Regions from separate parts of the Arachis hypogaea genome. Here region 1 is linked to region 2. The links are chromatin contacts, called in public Hi-C maps. All regions are on one chromosome and are shown on one strand. Each heading gives the region's core, a stretch centred on a gene start, on an enhancer-like site or on the middle of the called end of the contact. The rest is flanking DNA. Distances are from core to core; before and after follow the strand shown. Region 1 holds the start of LOC112775574 (protein PSK SIMULATOR 1). Region 2 overlaps LOC140182469 (a long non-coding RNA gene).

What was found. A called contact is a pair of places that touch in the nucleus more often than the background predicts.
Region 1: a contact with region 2 is called in a Hi-C map of leaf, with 6 times the contacts expected there. The contact joins the promoter of LOC112775574 here to the enhancer-like site in region 2. A contact is called at or near these places in 4 of 8 Hi-C or Micro-C datasets (leaf and an unstated tissue).

Annotation. Positions count from the first base shown.
Region 1 is chr19:149,389,820-149,394,884 of arahy.Tifrunner.gnm2.J5K5, forward strand. It overlaps LOC112775574 (protein PSK SIMULATOR 1), which reads right to left and starts at 2,661. Exons shown (of 13, transcript XM_025819287.3): 1 at 2,331-2,661; 2 at 1,387-2,027; 3 at 254-579; 4 at 40-132. The coding sequence starts at 1,749.
Region 2 is chr19:149,336,805-149,341,930 of arahy.Tifrunner.gnm2.J5K5, forward strand. It overlaps LOC140182469 (a long non-coding RNA gene), which reads left to right. Exons shown (of 2, transcript XR_011878092.1): 2 at 1-450. Among protein-coding and RNA genes, the nearest start is that of LOC140182469, 6.3 kb to the left of the region's middle. Within about 2 kb of position 3,642, at least 1 of the 3 cell types and tissues checked has open chromatin away from gene starts, as enhancers often do.

The DNA of each region.
Region 1 (5,065 bases), core at 1,411-3,910, 52 kb after region 2:
AAAGTTAAGGTAAGACTAAATAATTTCAGTAAGGATTACATCTCAAAGTAACGATCAAGGTTGTGCCACTGAGGATCTTTGCAACGGTTTCCAAAACGTACAACTTCACCAGAAAAGATTTTCAATTCTTCTCTGCCAAAACATTACAATATAATAGTCACATTTAAGTGTAGATAGCAGCTGAAGAAAGTGAGCTCCAAATCAAAGTTGGAGAGCATCTAAGAGAAGAAACAAACTATTCTTGATAATCTACCTTTTGTCTGTTGCAGCAATTCTTAGGAGTTCATCCATATCTTTGGATATCAAATTTTGCACTCCTTCAGATGGCAGAACAACTTCTTTCAAATGTCTAATGTTCTCTTTTGAAAGAGATTGCATCAGGTTGGCACCCTTAACAATTGTATTTGCGACTTCAAAGGCCAAAATTGAAATTTTATTTCCTTTTGTTGTCATGCCTGATGTAAAACCACTACTGAGATTCAAACTTGTCATACTACTACCTAACGTATCCAAAACTTCTACCGCCTTGCCAAGCCCAGCTGTACCAGCTCTGCCCAAAAGTGAACTCACTTCCGAAACCTGTAACGTAGAAAGAGATAAGGCAAAAGCACAATCTAAAGGGAAGGGCACATATATAATCCATGACATAAAGCAAAACTGATGTAAACACTTCTCTACAAATCAGTTATCTTTAGGCAGAAACTCTATCCTATCGTATTGAATGGTTGTCTCTAATATCATAAACAGAGACTGCTTAATATCTAGAGAACTAACCATATTACATAAATTCAATATTTAAGATCCAAACATGAAAAGCAAAAAGAGGGCAAAGAAAACAAACAAGGAAGATAGAATGTTCCAAAGGCAACAATAATGTTTGGGTATAAGAACCAGGGATTGCAGCCTCCATATCTAATGCAAATCATTTGAGTTAATTCCCATCAAGTATCATAGTTCAAATGCATACAGGTGCCTTAGCATACACTCCATAAACAATTACTAAAATCATGTTCTAATCGACTCCCTTCTGAACCTTGGTTTCTTTCCTTGCTTGATTCCACAGCAAGGCACCCATTTCCATTGGTGTCTATGGAATCATTCAAGCGTCCATGTCATGCCTAGGGGGTTTGTACATTAACAACACCACTTAATAAGATCAATTCAACTAAAGTTGAATCCAGAAATAATAGACATTCTCCTTCTTCAGGGACAGCATTAAAGTTTGCACGTTTTGGTTTTGCTTGATGTTTATACAACATAACCTTTTAGCCAAACACTTGTTCTGGCACTGTGATTATAGTTTGTAAGCTATGAAATACAATATAAACCAATCCAAACACAGAAGAAATAGAGATCAAATATGAGGGCGGTAAGTCAGTGACCTACCTTTGCAGCAGCCTGCTTGGACTTGGCTGATCTGGACTTATGTGATAAAGCTCTAGATAGAGCAGGAATTCCGTCATTGATATCATATGCACCGGACCCATATGATACCTTTTCCATCCCAGAAAAGGAAAATGATTCCCTTTCATGCTTTTCCAACTCATCATCATCAACAAGTGGGGGAACATTTGAATTGCTGCTATCTATACTATTTGCAGGAAGTCCAATAGACTGATAAGTCATTGCAGGCTCATTATTAACATGGCCATTAGCATGTCTCGACGACGAGCCTTCGCTAATAAGAGCATTATTTACAGCTACACCATCCACAGTGGCTTTCCATGACTTTGAGCAAATACCACCCATATGATTTTCAGTTGGTAGAGACTATAGCTTTTACTCTTCTGTACACAATGTCTATACAATAATGCTCTATAACTTAGAACAAGAAAAACCTCACTTCAAAATCTTTCTGAGGAGTTCATATCACAAAGCTGAACTGGACTATATAAGAAGCAACAACTCAAGAAACACGCAGAGCCTTCAATTGACAGGGATGTTATAATCAAGGCGCAAATGTTGATCATACCAATTCTGATCACCTTTACAGGTCCAGTCCATCAACTCTGCTAAGATCACCAAATCTGGATTTTTTTTTTGTCAGACAAAAAAAAAGGAGGTTAAAATTTCACAAATGTTATGCATTTTCATTTGCTTATTATGTTACTTATTTATTTTCTTTTTGAAAAAAAAATGAAAATTTCCGAACAAACCAAAACCCCAATTCAGGATAAACAAAACCAGCAACATCAAGAAGAAAATTAGAGACAACCAATATTTTTTCCCCTTAAAAAAAGGGGGAAAACCCCACATGAACAGAAGTTAGGCTAAACAACACATTAGAGGTTTGGATCGAATATATGGATTTGATGGGGGTAGGGAAGTACCAGCAGCAGAGATCTGGGAGAAGGTGCATGTGTTAATGGCTATGGTGGGTCAAATGGATCGAGAAAGAAGTAAAGTGAAGCACATAAATAGAACAAAGAGAAGAAAAAGGAGGGCACAGTTGAGCTGAGAGAGTGTTATTTATCTCTGTTTTCTCTCAGAGACACGGTGATGCGGTGCCCAGGAACCGCTGCTACACGCAAAAAGCTCAGAACTTCAGAAGATGAAAAATCTCTCTCTCTCTCTCTCTCTCTCTCTTTCGTTTTTTCTAGCTCTTCTTGCTCTTTGTAATTTTTTTCATTTCTTTTTGACTAAAGTAACAAATAAGTCCATGAGAATGTGTATTTTGGATAGAATAGATTTTTAAGATGCATTTGTTTGAGGTAAAAATAGAAAAAAAAAATGAAAGAACTTAGTGTATTTATAATTTGGTTATGGAGTAAAGGGTGGTGTTTTGGATAACAATGGAAGAACTTAGTGTATTTATATTTGGACAGACGTGTCAGATGACTGGTCCAACACGCAGGGGCATGTTAAAGGCACCACGTGGGGGGACGTAGAGGACAAGTGGCGCAGAGTGGTTGGATGAACTACGCAGCACGTGGGGGGTGTGGTGGATCAGCACACAAGGGGCATGCTGCCACGTGGTGACGCGTGATTGGGTGAAGCTTCAAACACGTGGTGGGCGTGGTGAGCACGCGAGGGGGCGTGCTGACACGTGGCAAAGCGTGGTTGGCTGAGGCACATAGCACGTGGGGGCGTGTTGAATGCTCTCTCTATATAAGGTCGAGTTCGATACCACTTTCATTCTGAATGAGATTGTGCTTTGAACATCCTCTGAGTGTGTTGGTAGTATAATGGAGGGTATCGCAAACTTGGCGGTATATCGCAATGGTGAAATAATACGGAATACTCATGAGGGAGTGAGGTTTGTGTACCAGAATCTGTTTTCGTTTGTGAATCCATGCACCATGACGTTTATGGAGTTTCAAAACGGTCTCTGTCAAAGCATGGAGAACAGTATGTTAATGAGAGTGAGAATAATTCTGTAACGGAATCCGGTTGTAGTTTTTGGTGGACTAATACAGTTTGATACCATGCCAATCACTAACGAATCGACTATGTAGAATATGTTTCAAAATCACTGGCAGACTCAGATGCGACAGCCACAGATTGAGCAGTATGTTGAGTTTGAAACCGTAAAGGCAGAAGGGATACAAAATGAATTAGATATAGAGGTTGATAGACATGTAGTGTAGGAAGGAATGAATAGTGACAACGAAGAGAACTTCGAAGCCTCTTATGAAGCTGGCGACGAAGACGAGGATGGTGATGTGGGGGTTGAGATAGCAGCGGAGAATATAGTGGTTCATCCCTCAAACAGTCAACCGATGAATGTGCCGCCTTTTATGCATGAGTTGGATCTCGACGTCATGCATGCACCGAAATTTTCGGAATATGCAAACATAGGTACGTGATGACTGAATAATACGTTTTTGTTAATTTAAACTTTGGATTGATTAATGAACGATGATTTCTGCTTTCGGTAGGCGTTGCTAATCCTGAGGACGGAGAGTTCCGAATTGAAATGAAATACAGTTCTAGAAAGTCGTCGCAGCTATTAGAAGTTACACTATCTTTAGAAGAGTTGACTACAATGTGTATGAGTTTAAGCCACAGACATTCTATGCAAAATGCAAGATGCATGGGCGTGGGTGCGACTGGCTTATCCGAGTCAGTTTGGGGTGTGTTTGAGAAACCCATTGGAAGGGAAGAAGCACGTTTAAATTCTTGAAAGTTTCAACTTTTGGTTTGGCAAATTTTTTTTCTCTTGAACGCAAAAGTGATTTTGCTGCAAAAACCACGTTTACAAGAAGCAACTATTTTTAACTTCTGCGTTTTCTTGACGGCTTTTGGCCATAGATACTAACCATTTATTTACCTTTTTACCAACTTTATCCTTTATATATGTTATTGTATTATTTATAAAATTCTTGTTATTTCTATTTATATGAGCTCTATTTTTTTTATTATTTATTATTTTTATTTTTTTTCAACTGTTTGTTTGACATTATACACTTTTATAATTGTGATTTTTGTGTATTATATTTGTTATCATCTTTTTATAATATGATTTATTGAATCTATTAGATAAAGTAAATTAAATAAAAAATTAACTGTAAATAATAATAATAATAGTAAACAATTATAACATACTAAAAGAGAGTACTAAAAATACTAAAAATATATTATATAAAAAGATCATCAAGAACTTTTAGATTTGTTTCAATCACTATAGAGTAAATATTTATTTATTTTTATTATTTTCAATACTCTCTTTTATAATTGTAATTTTCGTATACTATGTTTTAGTGTAATTTTTATAATATAGATTATGATTCAATTAAAAAAGATAAATTAAATAAAAATCAATCATAGATAATAATAAAATTATAAACGTTGGATTCCAAATTAATATTAAGAATAAGATTATTAAGAATACTAGAATAAGAGTACCATGTAAAAAAATACTAAAGTAACATTTAATATTTAAAAAATGTAACATATTTGATTAAATATTTTTTTATCTAAAATTTATATTTTTTATTTTTATTTAAAAATATATTTTATTTATTTTTATATATTATTTTTATTTTAGTAAGTAAATATTAATTTTATTATAAAATTAACTAATAAGATCTATTTAAATATCTAAATTAAAATAATAGGATAATAT
Region 2 (5,126 bases), core at 2,392-4,891:
TATCAATAGGCATATAGTTTTAATTTCAATTTCAATGTTACGTATGTAGATCATCATGACAATTTCTTTCTAATTAGGTAGAATAATATACATGTATATACGATAGTAGATACAAAATTGAAAACCGTATAGTATCTAGAAGATTGGAGCAGAATAATAATAATAATAGAAGAAACTAGCTAAGGATAATAGGTTTATGAAATAGATGAGTGATAAATATGCATGGTTACGTTGGACGTAAACTAATGCATGTAATGCAGAATTGATTGATTCAAGATATGGAATATGTATAGAATGGCTCATCTATATATATATCGGTATCAGGTTCTTCTCAAATCTCATCAGAACCGTGGGCACAGCGCACTGCATGCTATACGTTGTTCCTTTTTATTTTTTGCTTCTATATGAAGACTTCATCCAATAATAATGTTCCATCTTCAATTTATTTCTTATGCTTTAAGTTTGGTATTTCAATTATAACCTACCTATATATCTATGTCTACGTGTGTCTGCATGCATTCACTTGTTTTGGACAACACTTAAATCTATCATTTTTTCTTTTATCTCTAATGTCTCTTCGATAAAAAAAAAGTTAATTTGACATTTGGATAGAATACAGAGATTTTAAAACTGTAAAATTTATTATGGCGAATTTGAAGTTTTATTTTTGTATGTTATGGATAATTTGATATGTAAGTTATCATATTTTTTGAAAATCAGATTAAACCGACCAATCAAATTGGTTGAATAATAAATTGGTGGCCAATTCAATTCGGTTCATAAGTGAAATCGTAAAATTTAGAACCACCATTGAGTATGTAATTAATTAAAGTTGAGTAAAGAATTTATTAGATGATTTGATATGTAAATTATCATGATTCTAAAAATTAGATGGAATCAACCGGTTGATAAGTAAATTACGCACACAAAAATTAAAGCTCATTCAAAAAGGTTTCTATCCGAATCAATCCTAGCGTTTCAGCTAACTCTTTGGACAAATTAAAGCATGATAATACTTATCTTTTTTCTTATTAATATAATGGAACTGATGATAGCAAAAAAGGCTGCTAATAATATTCTTGTATATCATTCCATAGGGTTTTGAGGTTTTCCGGATATATGCTTGATCCTCTAATGATATTTACACTTCTCTGCCCCTTGTTGGATCAATTAAGGCTTTCTTCCAATTCATAAGATAGATTTCTAATTTTAGATGGCCTACTTTTTGTTTGCACAATATTGTTTTAAGATTTACCGCGTTTTTGGTAGAGGATTTATAGTGATTTACCAATGTTGTTTTTTGTTTTTTGTACAATTTACCATCTATGTATAAAGTATGGTATGCCATGAACGAAAAGGATAAAGCCCAAGGGCCCTAAACGTAGTAGATCCAAAAGAAATAAAGCCCAGAAACCAGGCCGAACAAAGCAGTCCAGACAAAACTCGAGGAGAACAAAAAAACTGGAGGAGAGAGAGTGAGGCTTGCATGACTGAATGAAACAGAAAATGGTAAACTAATCTCTCTGCATAACTAACTATGCCAACTAATAACCAATTTGAATTGAACGAGTAGTCAGCTCACTTGTCTGTTTAAGTGTCGAGAGTTCGAATTCAGTCTTGTGCATGCACCAACCCATTGATCAGCAATACACCCTTTTTAAGCTCATATCTGCGACGGATTAGTTCTTAACCTAACAGGTTAGGAAATTCCATGAAAAAAAAAAAAAAAACACTAACTATGCATACTAATGTTGTTGGTTAGTGCTAATTTTATGGAAAGTGCTGATGGGAAGGAGTTACAAAGCAATTTATGTTTGTTGGTGTCCCCTGTGATGGTGTTGGACGTTTTGTGGCTGGTCTTATTATATAGCCTTTGGTGTTTTGCTTTCTTTTACCATAACTCATATGGTCTATATTTAATTTTATACATAGGCAACATGGTAATAGTTTCTTTAGAGTTTAGGGTGTGATTGGATCTATACGGCTAAAACCAATAGAAATACAAAAGTAAAAGAATAAATAAGTACATGAATTGTTTGTGTCTCTCTTTCTATTTTCACAATCAAATAATAAGCTTTCTGTGATCATATTTATATTCTCTTGTGTTATATCCACAATATTCAAACAGAATTTTAATAATGCATTATATTATTTGAATATAGATATTTACCTTTGATTATACACTATATATGTGATATAAGTACTAATCCGAGGTCTACATTAAGCTTTATTTTATATATATTTTAAAAAATGATTAGTCTATTCAAGAAGATTTTAATGCTGTAGTTATCATAAAAGGTTTTTTCTGTTTCAAATAAATGACTGGAAATAGAAGTTTTATGTGAGGAGTAGTAATTTTTTTGTTGAGTTTAAAAAAATAATAAATTAATTGATAATGACTAAATATTATTATTAGGTTAAAAATTTAATTATATGTGTGATTAATTTGTTATTTGTATAGAAATTAATAGAAAATAAAATAAGCCCAATAACAAACTTTAGATCCATAAGTTTTAAGGAAATAGTTGGTTATCATACCAATACTTTTCCATCAAAACAAAAAACAAGTTTAATGCCAAATTGACGATCCAAGTCCAAGATCATATCACACTTACAGGGTTCAAAGAAATGATTGCTAACTAAAAAATAAAATTTCATTTCTATCTAAATCAAATCAAAGTCACCCAATTAGTTCTCTTTCTTCTCTTTTCTCTCTTCTCTCTCATCCGCGTAAAACATTCTAAAAGAAAAACAAAAACAAAATAAAAATAAAAAATAGTCTAATTGGGATTCAAATTAAAGAAAAGAATGGATTACCAAAATTAAGCAAGTCAAAAGTTAGGGTTTAAAAGTCAAGATCAAATGAGGTAAATCAGAAAATCTTTTTTATTTTGGTGCTTTATTGATAACTTGTTGAAGATGTTATTCTCCCTTAAGCACCAAATTAAAAAATTAAAGAAAGTGAAAGCTATGAAACTCTGCTACAAATCAAAGGTCAAGAATTAAACTTGGAACCAAAGTTTTGATATACGGCTCAGATTCTTGAAGAAGATTGAAAAAGGATGAAAGAGAAGTAGTTGGATTTGATTGCATATTTGCTTTTGTTAGAGAATCATTAGAATCAATTTAGATCAGTTAGTATCGTTTATATTTATATAGCATGTCTGTATATTAATTGTAGGATTCTATGCTTTTATTACTTTAATTCTTCTAGTACCTATATATACCCCATGTATATTATACTTTTCATTATACTGAATAATACACAACACTTTCTTCAGCTTGATCTCTTGTTTCTAACATGATATCAAGAGCTCAGGTTTTTTTTTTTTCCAATAACAATTGGTTTCTAGCCTCTTGTGTTTTGTCTCCTCTGGCAGTAATTTGTCCTTTTTTTCGACTCTTTATCGACGCTTTGGTTCGTCACCGCCACTACCCCCACCTTCGTCTAGTTGTGAAGTTTTCAACGCCACTAGAATCGCCGTCGGACGCGCAGCCCAAAGTTCTCTGTCTGATTGAAGTGCTCCTCCTTCCAGCGCCATTCGATCCGCGTCTAGATCGAAGGCTCAGTGTCACGCCACGTGTCGGCCAGCAGCTACACGGACCCGTACTTGACCCTGCTGCCCGAACCGACCCGCGTGCTCCTCCTTGCCTCGTCAGCGCTGACGCGCTCTTCTTCTCCATTCACGCGGTGTCACGTGTCCTTCCCACCTGACGTAGCGCTGACGTGGCATCTGACGTGGCAACCAGTGGGACCCTCCCTAAGGTTTTTTGGTGAGCTCTTTTCGATTTTGCCATCCGTTTTCTTGTTCTTTGCTCCAAATTTGCAGTTTTCTCTCCTCTCTCTGATCTTTATCTCTACTATTATGGATACTTCGGATATTTTTGCTACCAGAGACAGAAAGGATAAATTCTGTCGAAACTGTAACTGTTCTTCTGGGAACTTCTTCTCAGACTGTTCTTTTGTTGAATGTCACAAATGTCAACAGAAAGGTCACATTAATTACAATTGTCCACAAGTGTGTTGCCATTACTGCAAGCTCTCGGGACATTTTATTACTGCATGTCCTACTCGCCCACCACGTCCTGGTCACCTCGAGCATCATTCTCATCCTAACTTCTCCAAGAATGCGTCTGCTTCTGCTATCTCTGCTACTGAATCTACCATATCTGCTCCTCTCAACCTGTCTTCTGTCTCTCTCTCTGATATTGCATTTCTTCTTAAGCATCTTCTCTCGCTTTTGGGTAATACTCCTCCTACTTTTTCGACTTCTCCAGGTAATTCTAAATGGTATTTTGACTCGGGTTGCTTTAATCACATGTCTCCGTTGCATAATCTTTTCTCGTCTCTGTCTACCACTACAAATTCACCTTCTGTAAATACTGCTAATTGTTCCCTCTTGCCCGCAACACAAAGGTTCTATCTCCCAGTCGACTCTTAATCTTCCTGATACTTATTATATTTCCAACCTGAACTTTAATCTTATTTCTATTGGACAACTTGTTGATTTGGGTTTTGATGTCACTTTTTCCATGTCTGGTTGTCGTGTACAGGATCATCGGACGGGATAAATCATCGGGACTAGACGTAAGGTCAGAAGGTTGTTTGAACTCGAGAATCTTCATATTCCTTCTGTGCCAAATCTCTGTGCTGCTTCTTCTCCGTCTACCCTTCATTTATGGCATCAACGTCTTGCCCACAGCTCCTTAGGAAAATTGCATCCTCTTGTTTCTCAGGGTGTATTGGGTCAGGTTCCTACTGAGTCTTTTGACTGCATTTCTTGTCAAAATGCCAAACAACCTGCTTTATCGTTTCACAGTAATTCCTCTCTTGCTTGTTCTCCTTTGGATCTTATCCACTCTGATGTTTGGGCCCCGCTCTCACCGCTTCTATGGGAGGTGCTCGATACTTTGTCCTTTTTATTGATGATTATTCACGCTTTACTTGGGTTTATTTGATGACTAATCGCCATGAGTTACTTTAGATTTATATTAACTTTGCCACTATGATCAAAACTAAGTTTTCCAAAGTCATTAAGGTTTTTCGACGCGATAATGCTATGGAATACCGTGATTTCAAACTTTTAGCCTTTCTTGCAGAACAAGGTACTTTGTCTGAGTTTTCT